Linked DNA regions of Hordeum vulgare: region 1 is linked to region 2. Evidence: chromatin contacts called from public Hi-C data. All regions are on one chromosome and are shown on one strand. The core of a region is the stretch at or near the end of the contact, and the rest is flanking DNA. Distances in the headings are between cores, read along the strand shown. Region 1 holds the start of LOC123401902 (pentatricopeptide repeat-containing protein At2g02750-like). Region 2 holds the start of LOC123403840.

Region 1 (4,532 bases), core at 1,998-4,497, 500 kb before region 2:
CGAGTGCGTCATAAGTGTGCTGAACAGAGAGACCTTTCTCTCCATGCTCTGGCAGAAAATGTTGCCACTGATAGAATTTTGATGATTATATCTGGTACAACGGTACAACTTGCCTACTTGACATTGAGTATAAAACTCTAAACATACGGAATAAGTTCTTTTCATGGGGTGACTGGTGTGTTGACATTTTTGCCTATTGAGGAGGGGCCAAGTCGTGGCTCCAATCTTCTGTTAATGGTTCACACACAAAAAGGCGGCTACCCGTCGAAGATCATAAGAAAGCATACACGATTTGTCTGTGTAGACTAACCAATCCACGATGATTAAGATAGATCACAATTGAAAATAAATTACATGTTTCTGGCAAGAAACTGACAGACTCGTAAATAATGTAAAGAAGCATGTGAACATAGGTTAATTCAGGCACATGTACAAAATTTCATGAAAAAATACAATCATATTGCACTGTCTCAAGAAGACAAGAGATATACTTCCTCCGTTCCTAAATACTCCCTCCGTTCCTAAATATAAGTCTTTAAAGAGATATCATTAGTGGACTACATACGGATGCATATAGACATACTTTAGAGTGTAGATTCACTCATTTTGCTTCGTATGTAGACTCCTAGTGAAATATCTTAAAAGACTTATATTTAGGAACGGAGGGAGTATAAGTCTTTTTAGAGATTTCACTAGAGATTACATACGGAACAAAATGAGTGAACCTACATTCTAAAGTACTCCATCCGTTCCTAAATATAAGACTTTTTATAGATTCCACTAGGGGACTTCATACGGAGCAAAATGAGTGAATCTACACTCTAAAGTGTGTCTATATACATCCGTATGTAGTCCCCTAGTGAAACCTCTAAAAAGACTTATATTTAGGAACGGAGGGAGTATGTCTATATACATTCGTATATAGTCCGTAGATCTAAAGAGACTTATATTTAGGAACAGAGGGAGTATTAAGTTATATAACAAAGAGATGTTCTTATTCTTTTTTTGTACAGAGAGAGCACATATGACCATATTTTTAATTGAAAGTTAGAATATGTACCTAAATTAACATTTTGTGGTCACATGATTCTGTTGAGAACTTCTGAAAATGTCTAAATGTACAAACTCACGAAGGGGTGCGTATGGACATGAGCTCAATATCATTTTAATGTAGGCAGCAATGAGCTTTTTGTTATGACAAGATGGCTGGCATGGGAAGAGATGTCCATACCTTCGAAATGGTATTCATTTCCTTCTTAAACTAAGCAGGCAAGAAACAGATTTTCATACAAGTTCAGTACACGCAGGAGCTTTGATGAGGTGCTTGTCTGATATCATTTTCCTCAGTGTCTCTACTTCACCCCATCGATATTGTTCAGCGTATATGTTGGATAGAATTACCCATGGAGTTGTGCTTGAAGGGTCCAAATCATAGAGTTTTGTTGCCGCTATTTTACCAAGTTCTGCATTAGAGTAGTTTTTACAGGCACCAAGAAAAGAATACCACATTGAAGCTGGTGGATCAGTATGTTTCAGTAATAGACCATAAGCTTCAGATAGCTTTCCAGCACGGCAAAAAAGGTCAACCATGACGCTCAAGTGTTCAAAAGTAGGGTTGATACTGTAGGCACTCTCCATCATTTGGTAGATATGCAATGCTTTCTGTACTAATCCAGCATGGCCACAAGCTGAAAGAGCACAGAGAAAGGTGGCTGAGTTGGGATTCACTTGCTGCTCAAGCATCTCGTTGAAGGTTTGTAATGCTAAACTGCTTTTTCCACACCTTCCATAACCAGAAATCATTGCATTCCACAAAGCTGGGTCGTTTGATTTCCTCCTATCTTTCTCAAATACTCTACCAGCATAGCTGTCACATCCACAACTCATAAACATGTCAATCACTGTTGTCTGGAAAACATCATCCTCAAAGTGTTGCATTGTTCGAATAACATGGCAATATATTTCCTTCCCATGCTTGATATCTGACATAGCCGAACAAGCACTCAACATACTTGTCATGGTTTCCAGACTTGCACCTGAGACTCCCTCCAACCGCATCTTACTGAATAATGAGAAAACCTCAGCAAACTTCTGGTGATGTGCAAGTCCATTAATCACCAGATTCCATGTAATACTATCAGGGCTGAAGCCTTTCAACCTCAGCTGCTGGAACAACCCTAAGGCGTTTGCAAGCTTCTCGTGTATCAGAAAACCTGAGATCATCGTATTCCAGGTCACCAAGTTCCGCTCATCCATGACAGAGAAAACCTGGTAAGCACACTCCAGAGAACCACATTTTGAGTACATGTCAATGAGTGCAGTCCTGATCTTGACACTGCAATCCATTGCATGCTTCAGGACATAGCAATGGACCTCTTTACCAAGTGACGGTGCCAAGACACTAGTGCACGCTGAGAGGACAACCAGCAAAGTAGTCTCGTTAGGTTTTTCGCTGGATCCAAATATCATTTCCCTGACAGTACCCAAAGCTATAAAATCTGCACCATTCCTCAACAATCCAGAAGCCATTGCATTATAACTCTCGACGCCCTTATCAACCATGAATTCAAGAATCCTCCTTGCAGCATCCGAATCACCACAATCCAAGTACATTGTGATAAGTGATGTGGCAACATAGCGATCCAAACAATCCCCGGTCTTCACTACAAGCCCGTGCAGCTGCTTCCCTTGCTCCACGGCCCGACACGCAGGTAGCACACTCGCCACTGTGACAGAGTCCGGTAGCATCCCCTCTTTCCCGAGGAGCCTAAATACACCCATCGCTTCACGAACCTTCCCGCACTGCGAGAACCCCGCGATGAGGGCATTGAAGCAGGGCACGTTTCTTTCCCGCATTTCATCGAACACCTTGCATGCCTCCCCGACACGGAGGAGCCTGGCATAGGCGCTCGTCAGGGCGGTGGCCGTGTAGGGACAGGAGGAGAAGCCCGACTTGGCGAGGTGACCGTGGACTTGGAGCACGGCGGGGGCATCCTGGAGCGCGGCGCAGGACTTAAGGATGCAGGGGAAGGTGAAGGCGTCCGGACGGAGGTAGGACGCGTGGGCTCGAGAGTAGGCGAGGAGCGCTTCCTGGTAGTGTCCGTTGGATACGAGTTTGCAGAGTCGCTTCCATTGCGCCGCGGTGGCCGTGGAGAGCTTGCCAACCATGGAGCCTGCATTGGTTCGCGGGGCAGGGAACGCTCACATAGTGGATTTGCAGAAATAGGACCGAGATCAGGTGACATCCCTCTGTGCAGTCCCGCTGTAGGAGCAATTCCATCCGCGCCCACAGGACCAACAGGCCCAGGCATACCTGGCCACACGGCGGCCCGGCACGGCAACGAGCACGGTCCGTGCTAAACGTGCTTGGTCCGACACGGCCGGTCGAAGCACGTTTAGTAATCGGGCTGTATCGTGCTAAACGTGCTTGGTCCGACACGGCCCGTCGAAGCACGTTTAGTAATCGGGCTGTATCGTGTTGGACCAAGCACGTTTAGCACGGGCCGTGCTCGTGCCAGCCCGTGGGCTGCGCCTTCAGGTTCAGACACGGTTCGGTTACTAAACAAACCGGTCTATTGATCCGTTTAACACGATGAACAGTATATGTTGAGCTTCGTGGGTTTATTTTAAGCCTATTGGGTTGTATATTGTATACATATATATTTAAAAAAATATAAAAATAAAAAATAAAAAAAAATGGACCGTGTCGTGCCGGCCCGCATGCCCAGCCTTCAGGCCCAGGCACGGCCCGAGGCGTGCCGCGTGCCGGGCCGGGCCCATCTCGTGCCAGGCCGGCGTGCATGCGGGCCGGTCCGATTGACCGGGCCCGTTTGGCCAGGTATGGGCCCAGGCATGTTTTTAGCGTCGGCGATGAAAAATTGCCCAGTCGTACCTCGAGAACGTTAATGTTCATCGGTTGGGTTCATTTTTAGGCTCGGCCATTCCAGGCCGAACCCAATGTGTTGGTGGCGCTTGGGGCCTCCATCTAGAGCAATAATGACGCGTGGCCCCCCTTCAAGCGGAAAAAACGGTTTTCCTCCTCCAGATCCACCCCTCGCGCACTACATCTTTCGCCGTCGTGTCGATCCCGGCGCCACCCACCTACCTACCGCCGCTACAAAGGTCATGTCCCCGATGACGAAGGGAGGGTTCGTCGCGGCTTTGCCCCTGCTTCTTGGCGAGTTTTCCCGGCGCTCCAGCCACGCACGCGGCTACGCGTCTCCCACGCCCACGAGGTGTTCGGCGATTTGCCTCGGTGATGGACTTCGATGACGAGGAGGCGTTCATGGCGCTAATGTAGGACGAAGCCGATGTCGACACCCAGGATCAAGAACACCTCATGGTCCTCGCCGCTCTGGCCGGCCTGTTGGCGAGCAATGCAAAGCCGAGGTGAGGTGGCTCAGCGCTAGGCCGGCTGAAGGCAAAGCAGAGGCATCAACTGAAAGGCTATTGCTTATTCTACACCGACTGCTCCGTTGACGCTCTTCTGCACGGTGACAAAGTATTTCGGCGTTGTCATCGTATGAGCCGGA
Region 2 (4,850 bases), core at 255-2,754:
TCAAACATGTTCACAAAAGAGACAACCTTAGTTCACAATTGGACAAATATATATTCAATATTCTTATCCATTTTTTTATCTTTGGACAAATAGTCCCATGCCACTTCAAAGTCTCTTGTTGTTTTCCATAGTTCCTTCTCATATTCTGGCCCTTGATCCTCTCGCACATGCTTATGATTGGCATCTCCCTTGCCTCTAGAATGTACCTATTGAATACTTCACAATTTTTATTCAGTAAGACATCACACTTCGGGAAATCATTTTGGTAAGCCCTAACTCATGTTTTTTGATCCAACTCATCCAGCCAATCATGTGCCTCTTTGTTGAGCACTAACATATGGTTCATATTTTCCCAAAACCTGCCCTCTGTAGTGCTTCTAGCACATTTCCAAAGCTGGTTCTTTAAGGCCTCTCCTTTGAAGTTCTTGTTGAAATTCTGCCATAAATGCCTCACAAAATCTGTGTGGTGAGAGAGGGAACAATTCCTTTACTGCCTTAATTAAACCCTGCAAAAACATTGCCATTTCAAACATTAGAAATTCCTAAGCACTGACATAACATACTTTATTGTACATGAAAAATAAAATATGAAAGTAAATTACTTTTTGCTTGTTAGACATGATGGTCCAAAGTTGTGTGTTATTTATGTCAAGATCTTGCTTTAGTGCAGTCAAAAACCACCTCCAGGATTTTGTGTCTTCACTTGGCACTACTACATGAGCCACAGGAAATATGCAATCATTTGGGTTCATTCCAACTCCACTTAATAGAACATCACCATATTGTGTCTTCAAGTGGTAACCATCTAGAAAAATAATAGGTCTACAAGCAGATAAAACCCGCCTCTTGCATGCATCAAATGAGAAGTAACATTTCTGAAACTGCCCCTTATCTGGAAGCTCAACAAAGAAAGTATTTCCAGGATTTGATCTCCTCAGTTCAATTGCATAGTCCCACAACAAGTTGTATTGTGCAATCTCATCTTCATATATAATATCATATGCAATCTTCCTAGCTCTTCCAATCTCATCTCCATATATAATATCATGATGTGCTATCAACGAATCATACCGTAGGTTGGAGCCGCCTCGCCGGCGGTCCATCGTTGACCAACTCCACCCCATGGGTTGCGGCGCCGTCGCTGTCGCTTCCGCCACCACATGAACTACCATCGGAATGTCGTTGGGTCGTCGACCATTCGCCGCCGTGCCTGCTCGAAGTACTCTGTGTTCTTCTCTGTTTTCAATCAGGGAAGAGAGGAAAAGGGATCGAGAACAGACAAGGAGCTGAGTGCAAAATTATCACAGCTCTGCGCTGACGGGTGGGGTCAAGTCTGACGGGTGGGCCACGCGGTGACGTGTCATACTGAGTATTCGCGAGACGTAGCTGGCGCGCAAAGCGGGGACTGGCTGTCCAAGATCCAGAACCGTATTGATAACGTATTTTCGTGTACGAGGATCGTATTGAAGCAATTCTCAACTTCCTCAAGTGGATTGGACCTGGCAGCCAGCTTTCGGGATGATACTTGCAATTATCTCCTCTACGACGGTCCTCGGCACAATCGGACCAGCTCATCTTCCTTCGAGCAGCTGCGCAGAGCCTCCTCGCCCCGTCCCCAAATCGGCGAAGCCATCTGCAGAACCCCAAAGAACTTCTCGAAGCAACCCCTTGATTATTCCCTCGAAACCCTAGATCCCCAAACCCACGCGGCCACTTCCTCATGGATCATCCATGGCGCTTCCCAGCCGGCGCCGGCAACGACCTCTGCCCCGTCTGCACCGCGCCCCACTTCCCCTTTTGCCCGCATCCGCCTCTCCCGCCCCACCCCTTTCCCTACGATCTCCACCCACCGCCCCCTCCTCCCCCGCCGCAGTACCACGCCCCCTTCTACCCGCCGCCGCCGATGTGGGCTCCTCCGGGGCCGCACCCGTACGATCTCCTCGACACGGAAGGCCCCCACAAGAGGATGCGCGTGGGGGAGGCGCCTCCGTTCACCGGCCCGCCCCTTCCCTACCCGCCAATGTTAGGCAGATCTTCCGTGGAGGGAGAGCGGCTGCTCGGGCTGGTCCGGGAGCATGGTCATGGCCGCGCTCAGCTGCCGCCTGCACAGTGGCATGGCGAACCGTATCCACCCGATGGTTTCGGCTATGGAGGAGATGGAGCTTATCCTCCCCATCAAAATTATAATAACCCCTATGCGCAGGGAGGCAATTTCACTGATTACGATCTGGTCAGAAGGATGCCACCTCCGCCGATGCCGTTTGATAGGTATAGTGCTTTAGATTCGGTAGGAGGATCTCAGGAGAAGTATTTCGACCGTGATCACCATCGCCATCATCAGTTTCGCCCTGAAGCATCGCCTGGTGCTCCACCACTTCCTCTAGTGCCTCAACATGCTGAGGCAGGAAAGCATTATGATTCCCGCGGTTGGCGTCATCATGCGAGTGTTGTCCCGCCACCGCCAGATCCTCCAGTGCCTTCTACCCCAGATTACCATGCAATGCCACCTCTGCCGGCAGCAAACTCGTCGTTGTTTCCTGTCCTCTGCAGTTCTCCGGCTACTACATCACTTCCACCAAGTGATAACACCTTGCATCAATCCCACCTGATGCTGAACGCAAATTATTACAATGGACCCAACCAAAATGAGGTTCTCTTCATGCACTTGGATGCTTTGCTTATAATATATCATTGCCACTCAGAAGTCAAAAGTATTAATCGTTATATATGTGCGTGTTTCTCCAGGGGGTAGATTTCGTACATCGACAACAATCGGATCAGCATTTGGGAGATAGAAGGCTAACACAAGACACACATCCTTTTAACAATGCGGAAGTCAATATTGTTAATGCATGCGACTTGTTCAAGCAGCCCCTTCGTGCTTCACGTCCTGATCATATTGTTATCATCATGCGAGGGCTTCCAGGTTATTTCATACCGTTGTTAACGTTTCATAGTCATTAAGTAGTCTAATTATTAAGTGCAACAAAGTTGGCAATCCTAGTCAGTAAAATGACATTAGGTCTGATATGCCATGGGAAGTGCTCAACCTTTTGATACTACCATAAGCAGTGACCTTATCATTGCAGTGTTCCTGTTGTCCTTTAAGAGTGCATATTGCCTTTCTTACATATACATGAAACACGGACACATTACTTGGGAGTTCCTGAATTTTTTGATCAAATTATAATCTATTTGATGGCATTTTCAATAGAAAACAAACATGAATATGCATGATGAACTTCCTACTCTCCGTTTATATATATATATGTTGCTTCTAGAGAGGTATAAACAAACTTGTTTAACTTTCTCTACCAATACTACTTATAGAAGTATCTTCACTGTTTATATGAAACAATATAGATGGCTTTGTCACAAAGTACATCGTGGCATGGTGATATATCTTATAAGATCCTGGGAAAATATTGAGACAAGGTACTACCTTGTTAGGAAGTATTAATATTAGTTTAGGAGTCCTTATTAGTATCAGTATTAGTCTAGGAGTCCTTATTAGTCTATGTTTACTTTCCTTGCACCTCAAGTCATATGTAATATATATATGCCCCTTGGGCCTTCAATATAGATAAGTTGCTTTCCTAACATGGTATTAGAGCTTAGGTTATTTTTTTGGGCACCGCAACTCGCCCTCCCGATCCAATCTTGTCTCGCTCGCAGCGGGCCTCCCTGGCCGATCTCCTCCACCCCGATCGCAGCTACCGGTCCCGCTCGAGCTCGTCCCGCTCCTGGCCGGGATCGAGGCTGCTGCTCCCCGATCCTCCTGATGCTACCTCTCCTGCAGGCCCGCAGGTCTTCTGCAACTCTCCCGTCCGCTGGCTCCCGATCCGGTTTCTGGCATCCTCTGCCGGATCCCGTCATCTTCGTTCCACCCTGCTGGATCTCGCCTCTCTTCGAATCTCGCCCCTCGCCAGATCAGCTGCCGCCGCGTCTACCTGCCTAGAGGAGAAGGCTACCCCGAGGTGGGTTCCGTCCTCTGCCGTTCCGTCGGACACCATCTCCTGCTGCTTGTCTGCGCTCTTGCCGTCCGCTGCTGTTGCCCAGGACGCCGACTCCGTCTCTTTTCCAGTCTGCTACCAAGGAGTGCTTTGCCCGTTCTACTTCTTTGCTCACGATCCCGTCCGCCTTGCCTGCACGAGCAGGTGCTTCTGCCAGATCGAAGGCTTGGTCCTGGTCTGCTTTTAGTTGATCGAGTTGCTTTCTAAAAAAAAAGGTAAAAAAAATGTCTACTGCATCTGGCTATGTTGCTGTCCCTCGCTGTTCGGTGATCTTCGATGGTACTAACTACACCGAGTTCACTGGCTTCATGCGCATTCACATGCGTGGCATCCGTTTCTGGGGAGTTCTCTCTGGCGAGGTCTGTTGTCCGCCACGTCCGGTTCCTCCCATGGCTCCTACTCCGCCGACCCCACCGGCTCTTCCTTGCTCTCTTGATCAAACAACCGGAAGCCTTTTGTGCGCAGATATGAAAGGTTTTCCCTTGATGGAGGCTAGAAACTTTTGCTTTTTTACTTTGAGAAAGGCATAATATGGAATATATGAGATGGATTCGTAGGTGATAGCTAAATTTGGTTCTATTCTAGGTCAAGGGGTTAAGGACCTTTTTGAGGAAGATACTTTTGATCCCTTAAATAAGAAGAAGAACCGCAGGTGAAAATAAAAGCAGCAGCCATCTGTGTATCCTCGATAATTAGAAGTATGGCTCAGGCCGGTCTTATTCAATTAAACCGAAAAGGGCGGATGGGGAAGGAAGAGCTTTCTGTAACTATTACATTAGTAAGGCAAGGAACTTCTTAAAAGAACGGCAATTGGTATTTCATTTGCTGTGAAAGCAT

What was found. A called contact is a pair of places that touch in the nucleus more often than the background predicts.
Region 1: a Hi-C map of seedling shows a contact between it and region 2, with 4 times the contacts expected there. The contact joins the promoter of LOC123401902 here to the promoter of LOC123403840 in region 2. A contact is called at or near these places in 3 of 6 Hi-C or Micro-C datasets (leaf and seedling) and 1 of 1 datasets of contacts at active chromatin or transcription factors (embryo).

Annotation. Positions count from the first base shown.
Region 1 is chr6H:192,922,343-192,926,874 of MorexV3_pseudomolecules_assembly, reverse strand. LOC123401902 (pentatricopeptide repeat-containing protein At2g02750-like) reads right to left here and starts at 3,247. Exons shown (of 1, transcript XM_045095762.1): 1 at 1,142-3,247. The coding sequence starts at 3,168. The coding sequence ends at 1,285.
Region 2 is chr6H:192,416,773-192,421,622 of MorexV3_pseudomolecules_assembly, reverse strand. It overlaps LOC123403840, which reads left to right and starts at 1,504. Exons shown (of 13, transcript XM_045097761.1): 1 at 1,504-2,650; 2 at 2,746-2,926. The coding sequence starts at 1,721.